Linked DNA regions of Sus scrofa: region 1 is linked to region 2. A link is a contact called in public promoter capture Hi-C data. All regions are on one chromosome and are shown on one strand. The core of a region is the stretch at or near the end of the contact, and the rest is flanking DNA. Distances in the headings are between cores, read along the strand shown.

Evidence for each region. Promoter capture Hi-C pulls out the DNA fragments that hold promoters and counts their contacts.
Region 1: a contact with region 2 is called in a promoter capture Hi-C map of fetal skeletal muscle, with 4 times the contacts expected there. The contact joins the promoter of TM7SF3 here to the promoter of ARNTL2 in region 2. A contact is called at or near these places in 1 of 5 promoter capture datasets (fetal skeletal muscle), 1 of 47 Hi-C or Micro-C datasets (embryonic fibroblasts) and 1 of 2 datasets of contacts at active chromatin or transcription factors (alveolar macrophages).

The regions. Positions count from the first base shown.
Region 1 is chr5:46,738,644-46,743,772 of Sscrofa11.1, forward strand. TM7SF3 (transmembrane 7 superfamily member 3) reads left to right here and starts at 2,293. Exons shown (of 12, transcript XM_001925025.7): 1 at 2,293-2,602. The coding sequence starts at 2,512.
Region 2 is chr5:46,480,062-46,485,146 of Sscrofa11.1, forward strand. ARNTL2 (aryl hydrocarbon receptor nuclear translocator-like protein 2) reads right to left here and starts at 2,308. Exons shown (of 15, transcript XM_021092153.1): 1 at 2,183-2,308. The coding sequence starts at 2,219.

The DNA.
Region 1 (5,129 bases), core at 1,043-3,542, 260 kb after region 2:
GCTCCAATTCGCCTCCTAGCCTGGGAACCTCCATATGCTGTGGGTGTGGCCCTAAAAAGACAAAAATAAATAAGGTCCAAAGAATGTAACCCACAGGAAGAACAAAAGTGTTAAAAAATACAGAGCAAGGGTGAGGTTAGAATGAGATGTGACAAATGACCAGACTTCACAGAGGACCTTTCCTGTCTTTCCCCTGGAGCCCTATTCCCACCTCCATCCAAGGTGTCTTGGGTTTTGTCAAAAATCTAGGATAGGCTGCTTGCCTACCTTCCTTTTCTAAATTTTAAGCAGACCTTAAGGCTCTCGCTATCTACATCTCAGATTTGTGAATCTTGTCAGTTTTTGTGTTTCCTATCAATTCATAGGGATAAACACTCATCTACAAAACTGCTGAGCCCATTTGCTTCACAAGGTTGCTTGTGGAAATTTGACATGATCAAGGAACCCCAGCCAATATGCTTCCCAAGGCTGTCACAGTGTTTTAGAGGCAAATGAGGCCCTGTTCTGATTATCGACACTTCCGTCATCAACTGTCCTCTGCAGGCACAGGGCACTGCAATGCAAAAGTGTGGAGGAAAGAGAATGGGGTTAGTTCAGGGACATGAAATTGACTCAGCCAGCATAGAGGAGGTGAGTTAAGTTGCAGCAAGAATCTGGAGAGCTGGACAGGTGCTACATCATGATAAGCATATGTCATACCCGGGAAGATGGACTGTTATCCTGAATGCTTTTATAAGAAAAGCCTTAGAATGACATGTAGTGTTTTTAAACTTTAATTTTTTTATTCAAAAGGCATACACAATGTAGAATATTTGTAAACTGCAGAGATGTGTAAAGAAAATCACTCTTAATTCAATCACCTGGAAATAAACTATTTTAAAGATTTTGATAATGTTCTTTCAAACTTCCCATGCATATAAACATGACTGCATATTAAAAAGAAAACAAAGCTTACACTATATATATATTTATTGCTTTTAAATTTGCCTTTTCATAAACACTTCCTGATAAATAAGTTGCCTTCTAAAATATGATTCTTGGAGTTCCTGTCGTGGGTCAGTGGTTAAAAAACCCACTAGGATCCATGAGGACATGGGTTCAATCCCTGGCCTTGCTCAGTGGATTAAGGATCTGGTGTGGCTGTGGCTGTGGCATAGGCCAGCGGCTGTGGCTCTGATTCAACCCCTAGCCTGGGAACCTCCATGTGCCTCGGGAGCGGCCCAAGAAATGGCAAAAAGACAAAAATAAATAATATAAAAATAAAACAATGAGTATTTCTCCTCTCTTAGAGTTTTATTTATTACTTTGGAATTTTGTTCTGACAGCATGAGACAGAATCTAATCTTCCTTACCCATGCAAGTACAGTTAATCAATTATCAGACACAATTTATTGAATATTCCATTCACTGATCCAAACGCTACCCTTATAATCGCTGCTGTCATCGTCCTGGGATTTCATGTACTGAAGGATAAAGAAAAGAGGACACGTGGGACAGTGAATAAATGCCATAGGAATAAATAGTGCTACCAGCATGTGTGAACAGGCAGAGGAAGGACAGTAAAGAGTTGTGCCTGTTAATGTCATGGTGATTGCTATAGATTTTTAGTTTAGTAGTGGACTAACCGAATATGTAATTTTCAACATAGTTATCCCGTTCGTATAAATGAAAAAGTTAAAGAGCAGAAAAAAGAAAGGGCAATTTTCCCCAAAGATCTTTGAGTTTCTAGATCTAATTCCACAATCTTCTCAGGAAGCCAGCTGTCACGTGGACTACTGCCCTTTAAACAGACCTAAGGTATAAAATTTCAGAGAGGAAGTTCACATGAAGGTCTTGAGCCTTCGAAGATATTCCGCTTAGAGAAAATGAAACTTTATTTTTTAAATGTGGCGCTCTTCACTACCTCAGTAACCACTACCGAAATGGCATTGCCTCCACATTTCCATACCAGCATCGCCCCGAGCAGCAAAGATAATTGCGACAGGGAGAAACGATCAATTCTAACGTATTGAACACCAGATTCCTCTTTTTTTTTTTTTTTTTTCCTTTTTACAAAGGACGGTTAAACACGGAACGAGAGCCTGGAGACGTTAGGCCGCAACCGAAAGGGTTAGTTTTTACTCCAACATTGGTTTGCGTAAGTGCGAGGGATACAAAAGTGAGAAGTACAGGTTACATCGCAGAACTTTCAGGGATCGCCAGTGCCGGCGCGGGAGCCTCAAGAGCTGGGCTGGCTGGAAAGAGATGCGGGCCTCCAGGACACGCCCCCCGCTCCGCCCCCGCCCGGGGCCCCGCCCCCCAGACCGGGCTTGGGTGACGTGAGTGGCGGGAGGGGGTGCGGGACTGCGCTGCGGGGCTGATTGCCGGAACAGGAACCCTCTCGCGGCAGGGGTGCGCTCCGGGTCGGTGGGACTGGCAGGTGTGTGGCGTTTGCACCTGGCGAGTGATGGCGCCGGGCGCGGGCGCCCCTGGGTAGCGCCGGCAAGGCTGTGGGGCCCGGCTCTGGCAGCTATGGGGCTCCTTCCGCTGCTGGTCCTAGCGGTGCTGGCGTTGGAACCCGGGGCTGCCAGTGGAGCCGAGACCGTCGGGAACTCCAGCGAGGGTAAGGTCGGGGGCGCGTCACTTTTGCGACCCAAAGTTGGTTTTGCATTTCTTGCAAGGTCAGTGTCCGCTCCGCAGTCTGTCCGCTTAGCAGGAGAGGTGGTGAGTTCAGAAGTGACAAGAATGGATCAGAATCCTTTCCTGCAGAAGGCAAGTCCCATTGCTAAGGAGGCCTTACCTTCAACCTCCTTTCTTAGGTTGGGGAAATGGGACGAGATGGGTAAGTCTCTTGTTCAGACACATTAATCTCTCCTTTAGGGCGCAGCCATGTTTGTAGGTTTAGTTTAACACACTAAAACACCTCTTTACTCCCGAGTGGCTGATCTGATCCTCTGGACAGCAAGGTTTGGTGCAGAACTAAGCAGCTTTGTGGTTGATGGCTTGCTAAGACGCAGCTGGTTTTTGTACTCCAAAAATCTAGATGCTTTTCAAATTGTTATGCTCTACGGAGTTTCAGAGGAAAAGTGAACCCAGAATGAGACTTGAGATAGTAGGTCATGTGCTTGGTGAATGGGCTTTAGCAATAGTTGGTAGTTTGTTAATATAAACTGTAAAAAGCGCTAATTGTACCAAGCTGATAATCATGTGCTTTTCCAGGAGGTTAGGCACATTCTTGGTTTTGTTTTGAGCTTGAGGCTAGTTGTCATTCTGAAATATCATATTTTCTGAATAATGTGATTGTGTTTCTGAATGCTTATCGTTGAAAAGCTCTTCTGCAAACTGAATCTTAGAATTTTTGCCTAGGACTTAAGGCCAGATCTGAAAAGGGCAGTGATATTTTTGCAGAAAAAAATAGCCTTGTTTATAATAAGGCACTAACATTCACTGCCTGCCATAAGGTACCAGGTGCTTTTCATGGCGTTAGTTAATCCTCACAACCCTATGAAATAATATTGTCCTTACTGGCAGAGGATGAAGCTGAGGTTCAAGACGATGCTTGTAACACAAGTAAACAGCTAGTAGGGGCACAGGCAGCATATGAATCCAGGTGGGTCCTGCTGTGAAGTCCAGGGTTCTCCACCTCTACAAAGCTGCCTTCCAATGAGAATACTTAGTATGGTGTGTTTTGTTTTGTTTTGTCTTTGTCTTTTTAGGGCTGTACTCACAGCATATGGAAGCTCCCAAGCTAGGGGTGGAATCAGAGCTGCAGCTGCTGGCCACAGCCACAGCCACAGCACATCACCAGATCCGAGCTGCCTCTTCAACCTACATTGAAGCTCTCAGCAACGGATCCTTAACCCACTGAGTGAGGCCAGGGATCAAACCCTCATCCTCAAGGATACTAGTTGGGTTTGTTATTGCTGAGCCATGATGGGAACTCCAGTATGGTGCTTTACACTTAATTCTCTGAATTCTCGTTCCTTAAAATAGGGTCTCTTCTCCCTCCCTCATAAAACTATCTTCATTCTTCCAAGGAGAAGAATTTGAGAGATCAAGTTTACAGATGATCAAACTAGAGAAGCAATTTGAGAAATCAGTATTTTTCAGGCACTGTTTCTCACCTCTTTTCTGTGATGACAGCACTGGTATTTCCTCAGCCACATCATTATTTTGGCCTTAAATCAGTATTATTGTTATGTTGAAGAGAGGGACAGACAATATGGGGGAACTTATCTTCTGAGGGTTAATGAAAACTGATCTTCTCCATGTCTGTTAGATAAAGATCAGTGTGGGAATGAAGAAAGGCTTAGTTTAAGACTTGCATGATCCTCCTGGAAAATGGCTGGGTTTCTATTTGAGGATTCTGAAAACTATACAAACTTGAAATTGAGCAACTACTGTAAGTTAGGAGGATTTATCCATCTTTAGCAGGACAGGCCAACTTGATACCTTGAGTAATGGCTTGGAAGCTAAGTGAATCTTTGAAGGTGGCAGATCGAGTTCCTAGAATATCTGAGGACTGTGCTTTCTGTGACCAGCAGGGCACAGGAGGTAAATTATACACCTAAACAGTTTTCCCTTCTCTTGGAACCCTGGTTCCCTACTGTCCTTAATACCTTTCGTTATTTTTTCATATCCAGTAACTCGCAGACACTTACCTAGGGATTGGAGTTGAGCAGTGTCACTTGAACCTTCTGAAGTTTCTGCCATCCATTGTGCTTTAAGGAAGGTGGCAGATGTCTCATTTGCAAGTGGTCTCTTTTTCTCGAAAGTGTGTACATCTTTGTGTTTCCTTTCATCTCTTAGGGCTAATGAAAATTCATAAGAAGACATCAGTGAGAAATTAGGAGGAGCAATTGAATGCTGGCCAGCTCAAGTAGCTGAATTGTTTTGGTTTTTAATATTACATCTGAAGAGAACAGTGAAAACTAAGCTTTGACAGATCTCTCCTAGAAGTTGGCTGTTGCTTTAAAGCACAGTGGAGGCACATTTTAGTAAAATAGTGAAAAGGAAGAGTCAGAAAAAGTTTAAGTTGCAAGTTTAGGATCTGGTCGAGAAACAAAAGGAAAATATTAAGATTGGGCAGCTCTTTTTAAAATGGAATTATTGGAAAGAAAAAGTTATCTCCGGGTTGGAATGGAGGAAGG
Region 2 (5,085 bases), core at 1,058-3,557:
CTTACATGACAGGGCTGTTAGGAGATGAAAGATGGTATCCCTTTCAAAATGCCTGGTCCATGATAGGACCTCAATAAATGCTGGTCCTCCCAGCTCCCATGCTAACTTTGCTCCTCTTACCTAAGAAAGATTAATTTGGATCATTCCTAACCTAATATCTGATATTCTGCTAAACAACAATAAATTCTTTGTCCAAAAACTTGTTGTAACACTTACCTGGTGAAAGCCCTGTTTTGAATTAGTGGGTGTATTTTCACATCTCTTTTTTCAGAAAAGCCCAAATTCTTTCAATGTGGCCAGTTTTAACATGCATGCAACAAAACTTTCTTAATAGGCTAGAAAGATTTATTGCTTTTGGAGTTCCTGCTGTGGCGCAACAGGATTGGCGACGTCTTAGGAGCACTGGGATGCAGGTTCCATCCCCCATCTGGCACATTGGGTTAAGGATCCAGTGTTGCCACAGCTGTGGCTTAGGTCAAGACTGTGGCTTGAATCTGATCCCTGGCCTAGGACTTCATATGCCTCGGAGTGGCCAAAAAAGAAAAAAAAAATTTTTTTTTGGAGTTCCCATCACGACTCAGCAGTAACATCCCAACTAGCATCCATGAGACTTGGGTTTGATCCCTGGCCTTGCTCAGTGGGTTAAGGATCTGGTGTTGCCATGACCTGTTGTGTAGGTCACAGACGTGGCTCAGATCTGGCATTGCTGTGGCTGTGGTGTAGGCTAGCAGCTACAGTTCTGATTTGACCCCTAGCCTGGGAAATTCCATATACTTTGGTGTGGCCCTAAAAAAGAAAAAGATTTATTACTGACACCAAGAAAATGGAAGCTGTAAATTAAAATATTAGGCTAATGTTTATGGAGTACTTATTACTTCCCAAGTAGTGGGTGAAGCATGTTATATATATTTAAAGGCATTTATATCTCATTTAACCCAAACAATCCTGTAAGATACTGTAATGATCCCCATTTTACTGATGAAGAAACTAAAGCTAAATAACCCTAGTGACCTAGTAAAAGGCAGAGTTCAGTCACAGCCAGAAATGAAAGGATGTCTCAGCCTAACACGATGCGTACTGCCTTCTCTTTTAAAACCAGTGCTTACTCACATCTTTATATCATGCAGAAAGGCTTCAAATATTCAAATGATAGAATTTTAGAACTCTCCCCATGATCCAAATCCCCAAACTGTATTAGATTTTCAAAAGCATCTCCTCTTATTGCTGTATTTCAGAGAAGAACCTAAACTCATTCCAAAAGGAAAGTGGAGTAGTAAAATACTTCTCCGAACTTCTCTCTGCAGTCTTCCTTTAATTTTTCCATGTTTTTTTTTTTTTTCTGGCCTCCCATTTGTCTTAAGGAACAAATATTTTATGATAAGCGCATAATTATGAGTAGTCCCATGGAAGAAACCACAGAATGTCGCCAGGGAATACGAGAGGAAAAGAGAGCAATGCTTCCAGCTCAAATCACAAAAACTAGCCCCCCCCCCATATAAAACAAAACAAATTCCACTAGTGGCGTTCCTAAAGTTGAAAGGGCACAAGAGCCGCCTGTCGCTAACAGAGGGCTGTAGTGTGGCAAAATATGACTTTGCAGATTGAGAAAAGCGGGCCTCGCCTGCGGGTCAGACGGCATCGGGTCAGTTTCCGAAGAAGGGAACAGAAGTGAGTCTTTGCAGTTCAGAGGGGATGGGCTCGCAGAGCCCGATCTCGTTCAATGGCTGATGACAACTGGGTTATACAAGAGGAAAATGAAATCCAAGAAGTCTGTGCAGCAGTCCCTGCAGACGTCTAAGTGGGCGCCCAGTGGTCGGCGAGGGTAGGCTGCTCGCCATCACAAGGTGGATGGTCTCTCGCCAGCTCACTTTCACCAAAGCGCCCAGCCCGGGGCCAAAAAAATTGGGCTGCGTGCAGCCCGAAAGCCGGCAGCGATCGCGGGCGTCACTCCCCACCTCCGACTCCAGGGAAGGACTCGCGGGGCGCCGCGCCTCACCTGTGCCGCAACGAACGGCCTGGGCTCCAGAGTCCATCCGAGGTGATGCCAAGTGCGAGGAGAGCCCCCAGCAAATTGCGCCCACCCGGCGTCTCCTGGCCCGCCTCCCGCCCCTCAGCCCAGCCCGAGCGCCCCAAGCACGACGGGCCCAGCTCCCACACCTGGAGTCGCCTGCCACAGCCTCACCTCTCGCCGCCGCCGCCGCCTCCTTTTCCGCCGCCATCGCTGTAGCCACCCGGCCGGCTCCGCAGCCCTGGGGCCGGCAGCATGGAGAGCCCCGGACCCGCCCTGCGCGGGCCCAGGCGGCGGCTCCGGGGCGGGAGCGCGGGCACCCGCGGGGATCTGTCTAGTGCCGCGGCGGCCGCCACTGCAACCCCAGGGCGCGCGGCCAGCGGGCTCTGCAGGCAGTGCAGCCAAAACTCGCCAGCGCGGGGATCTAGGCGCCGCGGGGCCTGGGGCCAGAGAGAGGGACCGCGCGTGGGGCGGAGCCACGGCGGCCCCGCCCCGCCGACCCCTGCGGCTAGAGGCCAAGTGCCGAGAGGCTGACAACGTAGCACCTTGACCCTTTCTGGGAATCCGGCTACTTAAAACAGGTTTTCCCAACCACTTTAAGATTCGTTAGCTGCCTGTTCCAGGGGTTGGAATTGTTTCACTTGGGGGGAAAAGGTAAAGAATGGATGGAGATCATTGCAAGGTGGGAGTTACAGAGCGGGGGAGGAGGACGGCAGCGAGAGCTGGAAGCAGGACGTCTCTGATCCTTTCTCTTTTCTATCAAGGAAGGGCTTAGCTGCAGAGATGAGGGTACGATGACAGAGGGGTCACCGAGGAAGCCGTTTGGGATCCTGCAATGGTAGGGTAAATCCGAAAGCAAGATCACTCCCGTCCCTCGGGTCCCAAGGCTTCCTTGGCTACGGTTTTCTAGTAGAAGTAGTGGAGGAAAGGAACAGCAGAGAAAGCACCAAAGCTTTGCATCAACCAGCCTAAAACTATTAATTTTCCTACCAGTACTCTTCATTACAGCTTCGTAACTAGTTGCTTGTTGTGTCCTCAGGGCTACTTAGGGCCGAACCTGGGCGGGGACGTTGGATGCTTCGGATGGAAGTAGCCAGGACCGGAGCAGGGCACCCGCAGGGCTCTGCGGTGTGTGTGGCGGGGGCGGGGTGGGTGTGGGGGGAACAGTCTTAATTGGGAACTGGGACTTGATCCTGCTGGAGGTGGAGGGAGATGCTGCCCTCAGTAACACACACAAAGAGACAAATCACTAATCAAAACCATCCTTTTGTCTTTTTTTTTTTTTTTTTTTTTTTGTCTTTTTGAGGGCCGCGCCCGCGGCATATAGAAGTTCCCAGGCTAGGGGTCTAATCAGAGCTGTAGCCGCTGGCCTATGCCAGAGCCACAGTAACGTGGGATCCGAGCCGCGTCTGCAACCTACACCACAGCTCAAGGCAACGCGGATCCTTAACCCAATGAGCGAGGCCAGGGATGGAACCTGCAACCTCATGGTTCCTAGTCGGATTCTTTCCGCTGGGCCACGACGGGCCTCAAAACCAATCTTGAGGGGTTCCCACTGTGGGGCAATGGGTTAAGAACCCCACTGCAGCTGCTAGGTTTGCTGCTGGCCAGAGCAGTGGGTTAAAGGATCCGGCGCTGACCTGACCCAGCTGTAGGGTAGGTCTCAGCTGTGTGGCTAGCATTCAATCCCTGGTCCAGGAACTTCCATCTGCAGGGATGCGGCCATAATAAAAACAAAGTAAAACACACACACACACACACACACACACACCATCCTCTTGGAACGCAGCCCGATATCCACCAACACCAACTTATGTGGGCATCTAGAAAAGAAAAATTCCAGAGAGCCTGGCAGATAGTCTTAAAATCTGTTTTGAGGTTTACCAAAATGGAGGCGGGGGGATACTCTTAGACCTGGATGTGTGTTAAATGCCACCTTAAAGACAGAGTGGAATTGCTGGTTGAAATGTATCCTGAAGACTATGTAGACACTGTCCTGCTTACAAAGCATTTCCCTCCTTTATCATCTCAGGTGAGCCTCACAGCAGCCTTTGTGAGGTTGTTAAACACATATAATCCTTGTCTTCTCTGTAGGCAAACAAAAGTTCAGGGATGAGTGTTTTGGCCAGGATCACTCAGATGATAAAAGCCGGATGGTAAATGTCAGGTCGCCTTCTTAGGAATTGATACGTGGTATTATAAGCTTTCGGGTGAATCACTGCAGTCCTCATTTCTTAGAAATGATGATTCACTTCCACCAAAAGCCTGAAAGCCAGAGAAAGGAATGCAGAACCTAAATATAATAGCAGGAAGTCTAATGCACAAGGGGAGGAGACCCATGGATTTCTTGGGGCAAATCATTCTCATAGTTTACTGTGTGTTCCCCCAGTTGTTCAGGTTTAAAATCTACTTTGTACTTTTTTCTTTATGCTCTGGAACTTTACTTTCTAAGACATGCTTTTTTTTTTTTTTAAATGGTAGTTATATTATACCTCATTGAACAAGGCAGAGATAGAGTCACACAGTATCTTGACAAGTGAATAGGAAAGTAATCTCTCATTTCCAACCAGAGGTCTTCTCATAGTTTCTCCTTGGGTAAAATGTTAGCAAAGTGACTTGGAACGTAACTTGCGGAGTGCATGGTATAGTTCTTTCTGGTCAATGCAGTTTCCTTTCCAAAAGCTCAGGAACAGCTTTGCTCTTCAGGAATCATCACTAATCCTGGGGTGGGGGTGGGGGTGGGGTGGGGTCTTAGTTTGTTCAGTAATTTGCTTCACTGTTAAATTCTCAGGCAGGAACAGACTGGCATCAGGAACCACCTGCCTCTCACACTGTAAATCCCTATTCTTAGCCTCCTGCTGGGATCGTAACAATATAACTTAGGAGTCCCCACTGTGGCTCAGTGGGTTAAGAACTCGACTTGTATCCATGAGGATTCAGGTTCAATCCCTGGCCTCTCTCAGTGAGTTAAGGATCCAGCATTGTCACAAGCTGCACATGGGTCACAGAATCAGCTTGGATCCTGAATGGCTGTGGCTGTGGGGTAGATAGGCTGCAGCTGCAGCTCCAATTCAACC